Regions from separate parts of the Sus scrofa genome. Here all the other regions are linked to region 2. The links are chromatin contacts, called in public HiChIP or PLAC-seq maps. All regions are on one chromosome and are shown on one strand. The core of a region is the stretch at or near the end of the contact, and the rest is flanking DNA. Distances in the headings are between cores, read along the strand shown.

The links. HiChIP or PLAC-seq counts read pairs in DNA pulled down with a chosen protein or histone mark.
Region 1: a contact with region 2 is called in an H3K27ac HiChIP or PLAC-seq map of alveolar macrophages. The contact joins the promoter of MARCKS here to the enhancer-like site in region 2. A contact is called at or near these places in 2 of 5 promoter capture datasets (fetal liver and liver), 11 of 47 Hi-C or Micro-C datasets (alveolar macrophages, blood, embryonic fibroblasts and 5 more) and 2 of 2 datasets of contacts at active chromatin or transcription factors (alveolar macrophages and skeletal muscle).
Region 3: an H3K27ac HiChIP or PLAC-seq map of alveolar macrophages shows a contact between it and region 2. The contact joins two enhancer-like sites. A contact is called at or near these places in 6 of 47 Hi-C or Micro-C datasets (alveolar macrophages, blood and liver) and 1 of 2 datasets of contacts at active chromatin or transcription factors (alveolar macrophages).

What each region holds. Positions count from the first base shown.
Region 1 is chr1:79,787,974-79,791,658 of Sscrofa11.1, forward strand. It overlaps MARCKS (myristoylated alanine-rich C-kinase substrate), which reads left to right and starts at 1,823. Exons shown (of 2, transcript XM_021091501.1): 1 at 1,823-2,352. The coding sequence starts at 2,251.
Region 2 is chr1:79,563,497-79,567,049 of Sscrofa11.1, forward strand. No RefSeq gene overlaps it. Among named protein-coding and RNA genes, the nearest start is that of MARCKS, 220 kb to the right of the region's middle. Within about 2 kb of position 1,600, at least 19 of the 83 cell types and tissues checked have an H3K27ac peak or open chromatin away from gene starts, as enhancers often do. A contact at or near this core is called in alveolar macrophages and retroperitoneal adipose tissue, where this site is marked.
Region 3 is chr1:79,419,623-79,422,862 of Sscrofa11.1, forward strand. No RefSeq gene overlaps it. Among named protein-coding and RNA genes, the nearest start is that of MARCKS, 370 kb to the right of the region's middle. Within about 2 kb of position 1,874, at least 20 of the 83 cell types and tissues checked have an H3K27ac peak or open chromatin away from gene starts, as enhancers often do. A contact at or near this core is called in alveolar macrophages, where this site is marked.

The sequences.
Region 1 (3,685 bases), core at 573-3,072, 220 kb after region 2:
CGGTAATCAACAGCCTAAAAGTCTTCTGAGAATCGCCTGGATGGTGGCTTTGGATCAGCCCAGTTGGCTTTTCAAGTTGGAACTCCGCTAATACAAGGGATTCGCATCCAACGCGGCGACTGGGGTCTTGGGCCAGGCCAGCGGGCTCCCTTAAGGGTGATAACACGTTTGGCAAGATACACTTTTACGGAAACATCTTAACATCAGTTCTGGGGGATATGACTTCATGATTGAATGATGCATCTGAATAAGTGGACAGTGAGAAGACGAGGCTTCATGAAAAGATATGCAGCTTGATTTTCAAAGCAATAGTTGAACAAAGAGTTATTGGCTTGAACTAACCGTCTTTTTCACTCAGTGTGACCCATTTCCCTACAATGAGCTGAAAAATAAAACTGTTTTAGAATTCAGAGCCAGCACCAGGAGAAATGAACCATTACTTCGACTGCTTCTCACCTCCATAAGCAGAAGATAATTCATTTCAGGATCACTAAAGGTAGCCTGATTTGGACACAAGTGAAAACTTTGGGAGCAGAAATGTAGGTGATAGGAGAATGCTTATAAGTGTGTATCCTTGATTTTTAGCCCCACCCTCTCACCTTCTATTCTTTAAATCAGTGCTCTGTCTTTCACGCACAAACAGCTTCTGATACTTCGGTGGCAAGGGTTACAGATGGAGGTACCCTGGGTTCCTTAATAGAAGCTTCCTTTCTAACTCAAGTTAGGCTTGAAGCGTTCAGGGTTCTTCTTGCTATCTCTCAATGTGTAATTTCTCCTTAGAACTGTAATAGTCAATCCGGTTGTTCAGAGTTTCATCACTGCTGTCTCCCTGCCTTCCAGGAGCCCACTGGCTTGCATGCACACTTACGCACGTTCAGAAAAAAAAGAGTCCATCCCATCCTGGCAGTAGGCTGAAAAAAATTCATATCGACGCGAATTGCCTCTTAACTGTAAATATAGATTCGTACACTCTATGCTGTAGGATCTCATTTCACCCTAGAGAAAATTGTCATTTCACACAGCGATAAAATGTAAACCTTTTCGATCTTTTGTACATGGCCCTCACTTAATTTTGTTGGGGGGAGGGGGGAATCATTAATTGGATTGGGGCGGGGGAGAAGGTTGATGAGCGCCGTAGGCCAATCTTGAAATATTTTATTTCATGCCAATGTGGGATAGGGAAGGGAGTGTGGCTTCGGCTGCTTGCTGCTTTTGCATTTTCCACATCTGGCCTACAGACCTAATTCTAACTCGCGATCTCGTTTGATGAAATTCGATCTTCTTGGTTTAAATACCTTTCAATTTCGGGCGATTTCGCATTTGCAACCGTTAAAAAAAAAATGCTGTTGAGTATCTGTGAAGTCAATATGGAACACAGAGAAAGAAAACATGCTGCACACAAACCCCAACCATTGTCTTAAAAACTCGCATAGACACACATACACATAAACACACGGAAAGATGGGGGAGGGGAGAGGGTGGAAGGAGACAGACGCAGATACAGACAGAGGAGAGTCAAAGCAAGTCAAGTTAACGTTTTCTCCGCCCCCATCCACAAGTACTCCCCCTCCCGCGTTAATTAATTACAAACAAAGCAAACCAATCAAGTAATGCATTATTATTTTTAAGCCGAGGGAGGCGAGAGGCATGTATTTTTTAATTGATTTATTTATTTGGAGGACATTAATTCTCGGTATGAGGCTGATTTTCAAACCGTTTGCAAAGCGCGGCTCCATTGTTCGAGGCGAGCGCAGGCCCCGCCCCCTGCTTTGTGTGCAACGCGCGGATTGGCCGGCGTGCGCGGGGGCCGCGTCAGCGCCCGTGAGCCCATTCATCTGTGCACTTGGGCGTTGGACTCCGCATCTTATTAGCAACCAGGGAGATTTCTCCATTTTCCTCTTGTCTACAGTGCGGCTACAAATCTGGGATTTTTTTTATTACTTCTTTTTTTTTTAAACTACACTTGGGCTCCTTTTTTTGTGCTCGACTTTTCCACCCTTTTTCCCTCCCTCCTGCGCTGCTGCTTTTTGATCTCTTCGACTAAAATTTTTTTATCCGGAGTGTATTTAATCGACTCTGTTCTGTCCTCTTCACCACCCCCACTCCCCCCTCCCTCCGGTGTGTGTGTGCTGCTGCTGCCGCTGCCGCCGCCGCTGCTGCCGCTGCTGCTGCTCGCCCCGTCGTTACACCAACCCGAAGCTCTTTGTTCCCCCCTTGGATCTGTTGAGTTTCTTTGTTGAAGAAGCCAGCATGGGTGCCCAGTTCTCCAAGACCGCTTCGAAGGGAGAAGCCGCTGGGGAGAGGCCCGGGGAGGCGGCTGTGGCCTCGTCGCCTTCCAAAGCGAATGGGCAGGTAATTTCTACCTGTGGTTCTGGTCATTTCTTTGGTATCTTTCTCTAGTCCCTACGCTTCCCCTTCCTTCCTGGTCGTGCCTGAGGCGCATTAGGCGGAAAGGAGAGAGCCAGATTCCAATATGAAAGTTGAATGGAAAGCGATAGCCTAAATTGTAAATTTCTCATAGGTGGTGTCTCCCCCTGCCCCAAAGTGGTGGTTCCCAGAAAATCCTGGCGAATTCTCGTGTAGACGGGAGGAAAGAAGTGATAAATTGTCTAAAATGGCGTGTTTGGAGCTTGGCAGAACGTGACTAGCTAGGTGCTACCCCACACCCCCACCCCCAGGCAGGTTGCATTTCTGTTGGGTGGGCACAAAGGTGTTTGGGTGTCTCGTGTTTGTTGTCGAGACTGAGTCGCCTTCAGGATATCTGAACTGGTGTGGTTGTGTAAGTGGGTAGGGAAGTGGGGGGGCGCAATAGGGATGGCGGTGGAGAAAGCCTAGGAGGGAAGGGCTGTCTCATTGTATGCCGAGGCGGCGTGCCCTGGGTTCTTGGAAAGGTGACTGGCCGGTTGGCTGGCTGGAGGTGAACAGAAGGGTTTCACTACCTTTTGATGGGCTTTCCTACTGTTCTAAATCCCTGTTCGTAGCTGTCTAATTACACACACATCTGACTTTTAAGTGGATGGGAAGACTGGGTCCTTGAAGAACCTGTCCAGATGGTCAACAAGAGGCAATTCGTGTGTTTCAGTCAGGGCTATTGGTGTGCGTGGCGCCTGGACCACTGCAGGGGCTGCCCCGGCGCTGCCCAAACCTAGGCGGATGGCCACGGTTGGGTGGGCGCGAGAGGTCGGCCAAGGGTGGTTGCTTCACAAACACCGGGCACGCACCACGCCTCTTTTCCTAGAGCAGAGGCCGTGTTGCTTCGCTTGCCCTAACCTAATGGGGAAGGCGAGCTCTGCCAAGAGGCTCTGAACCCGTTAAAAATGCAAAATGAACAGCTGGGGCGCGCCACGGCTTCGCAAAATCCCGGGCGAAGGTGGGCGTGGAAGAAAGGCAAGACCTACGAAATAATGGGTTTCTCTCTGCCTTGTTTGTATCCCAACCAGGATGCCACCTGAGCTTTGTTTGCGGACTCTGGGCTGCGCGATCCCGGCTCGGGGGCGCCTCGGCCAGCGGGCAGGGCCCGACCCGGCAGGGCGGGGTGGCCGGCGGCCCCGCCCCTCGGCGCCCTCCTGCGCCTAGCTCTGAGCGGTGGAGGCGCAGCGCCCCCTGTCGACCCCAGGCCTTAGGCGGGCGAAGGGCGTTTGCGCGGGCAGCCTAGGCGCTTCTCGCAGAAACGCTGGGCTGCCCC
Region 2 (3,553 bases), core at 350-2,849:
CAGATTGGCCCCAAACCTCTTGTGGAATCACAAAAGCCAAAGTATAAGTTTCCTTCATGCTTTTCACTCCCATCTTCAACAGGTCAAAGTGACTTTATGCCTTTTGTCTTAATCCACACAGTAATACACAATACTTAACTGAGTATTCAATAGATATTTGTAAAATAAATGAAATCAAAAATGCTGGAACTGGGAGTTCCTGTTGTGACTCAGCAGGTTAAAAACCCAACTAGTATCCATGAGGATGTGGGTTCAATCCCTGGCCTCACTCAGTGGGTTAAGGATCTGGCATTGCTGTGAGCTGTGGTATAGGTCACAGACAGAACTTGGATCATGTGTTGCTGTGGCTGTGGTGTAGGCCAGCAGCTACAGCTCCAATTTGACCCTTAGACTGGGAACTTCCATATGCTGCTGGTGCAGCCCTAAAAAGAAAAAAAAAAAAAAATTTTCTGGAACTCTTCTCTTTCACTCTTACAAGGAAGAGAAACTACCAAAAATGGAGCTTGATCCAGGGACTTCACTGGGGACCAAGGCCAAAGGCAAGAGAATGTTGGCTCCATCACTACTTGGTGCATTACAGGTAGGAGAAGACAGTGTACAGAACAGCAGAGAAGCAGGCAGGCCTACTGCAGTAACCTGTAGGCAAGATCTAGTTTCATTCTTATGGCACAAATTTTTAAAGCCTATCCTAACACATGAATAGTATGTGAATAAAAAATGAAAGTTACACAGAAGTGAAACCAGTTATTACACAAAAGGTGGGATTACAGCCACATTTTCTCTTCTTAAAAAATTTCTTGAAGATGTTTACAGTTATGTAAAGTATTTTCAAAGCACTAACACAGAGCTGTACTTTTTTTTAAGTAATGAAGAGAGTTCACTTGTGTTGCAACATATCTTCAAGTGGGAAAATTCCCTGGTGACAAAATATCTAGAAAGTAGGGCATTAAAAAAAAAAAAAAAAAAAAAAAACCCACATACACACATACGCATTTGGGATAAAAGGATGAATCTGTGTGATTAAACGGACTATATTTTACCATAATATGTACATGGTATTTGAGTTAGAGAAAAATTCCACAAAAACAACCAGAGAATTTTCTTTTCATTACAAGACCTGAACATAAGTATATTTTTGAAAATGTATTAAAAAAAAAAAAAAAAAAAGAAGAAGAAGTAGAAATTAGAAGACCTGAGCACAAAATGGCAACTCCCCCATGCCAGAGGGAGGAGCCAGCCTGGGCTACCAGGACAAAAGAAGCTTCTTAGGAAATCCCTGAGAGCTATAAAGGAAGTGAGGAAAGAGAAAATGCAAAGCCCCAATAACCCCCTAAGAACCACAGAAGCCTCTAAATTTCCATTGGTGGTTTCGAGAGTGAGATCTGGTGAGAGGGGAAAGTTGGGAGCACTGGGAGGCACAGTGGCAGAAATGGTGGCAGTGAAGCCACAGGGGCCAATGTGGCTAGACCCTCACCTCCCAATGCCTCCAGGTGCACAGACACTGGGGCCGGCCCTTTTCTGCCTGCAGTCAGCAACCAGGCTGAGGGGTTGCCCGCACAATGTGAAAGAGAAGTGTAAAACTCTAGAGGAGGAAAAAAGCCTCTTTTGGAGGGGACTTTCCCTTGCTAGTGAGGTTTCAGATCATGTTCTGCAACAATCTCCTGGCTTGTGACAGGGTTTCAGGGAAATGAGACAACACTGATGCAAATTATGAAGAAAAAAAAATTCACCCATGCCTTGAGAAAATGAGCTGAACCATGCCCAGACTGACAAAGCAGAACTCTAAGGGTGTGAAGAAGAGCAAATGCTGCTTTGAAAGGGAACAGCAGAGAGGGGAAGGGCAAAGCCCTCTTAGTCTTCAATAATAACCAGAGCTTCCGTTCATTAAGTGCCTACTGTGTATCAAGAGCTTTGCATACATTCTCTCTTATCCTTACAGCAGATACTGTGAAATATCTGCCTCTCATTTATAAAGATGAGAAAACACATTCAGAGTAATTAAGAAAAACAGTAGCCAATACCACACAGCTCCAGAGCCACAGTTCAAACCAAGAACCATCTGATACCAATGACCATGCTTCTGACCTTGACCCCCCTGACACCAATTCATATGACTCATTGTCTATGTTATAGACTTCTTCATATCTAGATTTTCTCTTATGACAAGTACAGGTAAGCCTAACATCAGATAAGATCGTAGCTTAAAATTAGCTGATTTCAACCCTGATCTGCCTCTGCCACTAATCAGTCCTTTGGAAACAGACAATTCCTGTAACTTCTCTGGGTCTCAGTTTTCTCATCTCTAAAATGGGGTTGTGGCAGGGCCTCTCCAGCTTTCAACTTCTATGAGGCACACGTAGTCCTCACCTATCAAAGTAAGGAAATTTCAAAATGGTTTTTCTTGTTTTAGACAAAGTATGTAATGGGATTATCACATTCCATTCTCAACAAATAACATTCATTTAAGAATCCCAAGCTAAGTACACAAAACTGCTTTGAAACATTTTTTAGAAGGACTTGCAAATGGAGTCAAAGTACCCCAGCCAACCCTCTGTTAACAGAAAGTTTGAATTTAAGGAAAAAAAAAAAAAGGCAAATCAACATTCTTTCCCTTTCTCTCGGCATAAATCATCATTGTGGAAAAATGATTACTTGCTAGGAGGCAGGGCCTATGAATCATTATACTGTTGTCCTCAGCCTCGGATCAAGCACCAACTACAGGGGAAAAGGCTGCATGCGAAGCTGGGGTATAGACTCTGAACTGTCAAGAGTTTTGTTCATGGTACCACAAGGTGATAAACATGACAGCTGAGTGAGATGCAGGGCTGTAGGGTCCCAACATTGCTAGGCTGTGTGGCTGAGTCGAGGGCAAAATGACATGGGCCCCTGGTTTTCTGAGTCACTCTTTGGGTCTGAGTCTTCATAGCTCCCAAGAGTCATTGATCAACAAATGCAAATAATAATGTCACCCCCAGGCTTGTCCTGATAGGCAACTGGCTTGTTCACTGATGCTTGTGTAAGAGACCTCCTCCTCATCTGAAAACACCGACAAACATTACAAAGAAGGGGTTAACTTGTGCCACGTCAGTGTTCATATCTAGAATAGAAACACATGAGAGGTAGACACCACAAACACCCTGCCCCCTGTGGTTTCAGCAAATATTATGCTATAATTTCTTCTTTGTTGCCAGTAAGCTAAGGCCTATCTACTCCAAATACTTTTTATATTATATTTTTCTCCATGGTCTTTGATGTCTTTGAAACATGTTTGGTTTGAACAAGGAGCTGTTTTGTGATCAAAGGCATGGAGAGTTGAAATTACACACTGCATATATAAAATCCTGGGAATTTATGGAAGCTGATAGGAAAATTGACCTCTCAACTACTCCAAGGATTGTACTCTATTTTGTTTAATGTCTTAAAAGTAGTGAAAAGAGAAGAAAATTGTTGTGGTAATGCAGAAGGGAAGATGTTCAAAATTCTCCCAGTCCTGGAAGGGGATGTTAGATGGGGTTGGTGGTTTTGGATTAAGGAACTAGAGTAAGGTTACTGG
Region 3 (3,240 bases), core at 624-3,123, 140 kb before region 2:
AAGAAATGGCAAAAAGACAAAAAAAAAAGAAAAAAGAAAAACAATGTTTTAGTGGTCAGGAAAGTAAAACGTACAATTAAGAAATCAGGTATTCTTAAAAAATCTATCCTTTATAATTCTGGTTGTGCAATGTTATAAACATACACACAAAACACACAAAGGAAAAAAAACAATGGAAGTTTAATAAAATGTTAACCAAGTATATTCTTGTAATGAGATTACACATGATTATTTTTCTTCTAAATTCTTTTCTGTCTTTTCAGCTTTCTGTAATGTATGTGTACTACTAATAATAATCAGAAAAAAAAGTCTTAAAATGTTGCTAACAAACTGATGAATTTAAAAAATTATCATATTAGAGTTCCCACTGTGGTACAGGGGGTTTAGAACCTGACTGCAGTGGTTTGGGTTGACGCAGAGGCACAGCTTCAATCCATGGCCTGGTGCATTGGGTTAAGGATCTGGCATTGCCACAGCTGTGGTATAGGTCACAGCTATGGCTCAGATTCAATCCCTGGCCCAGAAACTTCCACATGTGGCAGCTGTGGCCATAAAAAAAATTAAAAAAAATTATTGTACTAACTTGTTTATAAAATGAGACTAATAATACTATTCTCCCTCCCATATTCTCATATATGAAGCACAACAGAAAGGCAATTATACTTTGCATTCAAACTGCTAATATTGGTTTTCTACATAGGTTAGTAAAATTTTAAAGAAAACTGGCAACGTCTATATTTCTTTTGGATTAATGACCTTCGGGGCATATAGTAAGATGTGGCCAACAAATAGTTAGGAAATTGTAACTTATGAAGATTAAATACTATAATTTCTAAGCTCTCTGAAATTCACAGTAATGCAAATCAGTGCTCATCTACAGATATCATAAAAGAATGGGGGAAAAAATCTAGATTTGTTCAGAGCCTTTAATTTACATCTGTTTACTGAGAACAGTTGTAGAGACAGGCATCATCAGCCTTGTTTTACAGTTTGAGGAGTCTGGGGTTTAGAGAAGTAACCTCACTTAGATCACTGAGGTAGACTAAATGTAGACCATTTTCTGCCACTTCCCATGAACCTATCATACAATCCCACCCCACTGATTCAGGCTGGGCCGAGTGCCTCATTTGGGCCAGTGAGCAGACATATCAATTGTCTACTGGGGTTTCTCTTTTCCCCCTCTCCCGTGAGGCCAGCAATGCCCTCAACCACAAGATATGAGCAGTTTCTTCATCTGGGGTTCTGAAAAAAAAGAAAACACAGAGCAGAGGCATGGCCAATCCCAATAAAACATGCAATGTGAGTGAGCAATAGCAGCTTGCTGTCCTAAGCTACTGGCAAGATCTGGCAGGGGAACCTCTGAACCTAACCTATGCCACTGAAGAGTTACTAGTAACTGGAGAGGACAAAATTCAAAGTCCATGCTCTTTCCGCTACAACACACTATCAAGTTTTCAATTATTTGGAGGAAATGCATGTCTATGCTGAAAAAAAAAAAAAAAAGTACAGTAAGACAATAGCTTTGGTGAAGCAGAGGTGTTTTCTAAATATAAAACTGACATAAATAGTACTTTGCTTCTCCCGGACTCTCATGTCTTTTATTATAACCGAAGTAGTTTTAAAGATTTAATCTAACAGCCAGGAAATTGTCATTCTTGGCCAGAGATCAAACCCATGCCACAGCAGTGACAATGCCGAATTTTAACTGCTAGGCCACTGGGGAAGTCCTGTTGGGCTGGTTTTTCACCTGAGTGTTCAGACAGAAAACACAGATTCAGGCAAATCCCCTGCCCTTTGGCTTTGGGAAGTTCATGGGTAAACGTCATGTCTTACGAGCAAACCAGTCCTGCAGATGAGGAAATAGGCCTTTTTAAGGCTTCTGCTTTTATCTTGGTCAGATGCTTTCAGGCCACTGTTTGGGTGGAAATCTCTCAGACCTCATGTTGTATGTGGCTCAGGGCCTATGAGGAAGCCTTTCCAAAAGAAATGGCTTCTCCTACTTGTGATGAGCTCCTCATGGGCATAGCCATTTGCTGCCATGGAGATTAAGTCTTTCCACAGCTACTGCTGGACTGGCCATAGGATTTTGCAAAATTCCTGGCAAGCTCACCTGCACTATTTTGAAAGTCTGGAAACTGAAAATCAGTTTTTAACTGCTAACAGATTATAGCAATAAAATTGATGATCAAACCCAGTCAAACTCATTAAGCTTTGATGTTGGAGCCCAACAGCACTCACATGGATACAAATACACATACCATCTCCTTTTCAATGTACCTCAAAGACCCTGAACTCACCAGTCTGGAAGACAGCTAAAGTCACAGTAATTTTTTTTTCTTTTGGCCACACCTGCAGCATGCGAAGTTCCCAGGCCAGTGATCAAACCCATAGCACAGCAGTAACCCAAGCCACAGCAGTGACAACACCAGACCCTTAACCCACTGCCCCACCAGGGAACTCCAATCACAGTAATTTAAATACTCAAGGTCTCTGACTCATCTCTCACTTTTTCATATAGAATTTTAGTCCTCTTTAACAGTAACATCCCTGCCCCAGAAGTGTATTCTGGAACAAGCCTAACTTGTATAGTATAATTTGTCCTGGGCTCATAATGGACAACCACCATGCCTATGAGCTTTCCCTGGGTCCTCCATGATTTCTACTACTTTGAGAGGACACCCTCTTGCTAAAGGTACTTCTGATGCATTGGAATTATATGGCCCTTAAGGTACTGGAACACGTGTGCTCACATTCTGTCTAAGGTAGAGAATGCAACCAATATGCCTCCCTCGAATATCTTTATTTCTATCCTCCTTCTCATCCCAGCAGTGGCACACAACTCCCTTCTCCCCCAGCCAAAATAGCAAAGCCATAATGTAGACTAAACTGTCTCCTTACCGCTTCTTCAGGTTGTCCTCAGTGAGGATCCAGCAAAAGTTTCCCTTGTAATCTCTTCTTCCTTTACAATATGAGTTTTTTTCTAAATTTGTATTTATAGTACTTAAGGAAGTATAACTTACATACAGTATAATAAAAAACCTTAATTGTACAGCTTGATGAAATGGTACATATATTCTACCTGGTCAAAAGAGAGATTATTGTCACAACTCCAGAAAGTTTACTTAGTCTCTTCATGATCAGTAACATCCCACATCTGCAGATAATCACTATTCTGAATTCTCTCACCATGAATGAGTTTGATCTATTCTTGTACCGCATGTAAATAGAATCACGTTTACA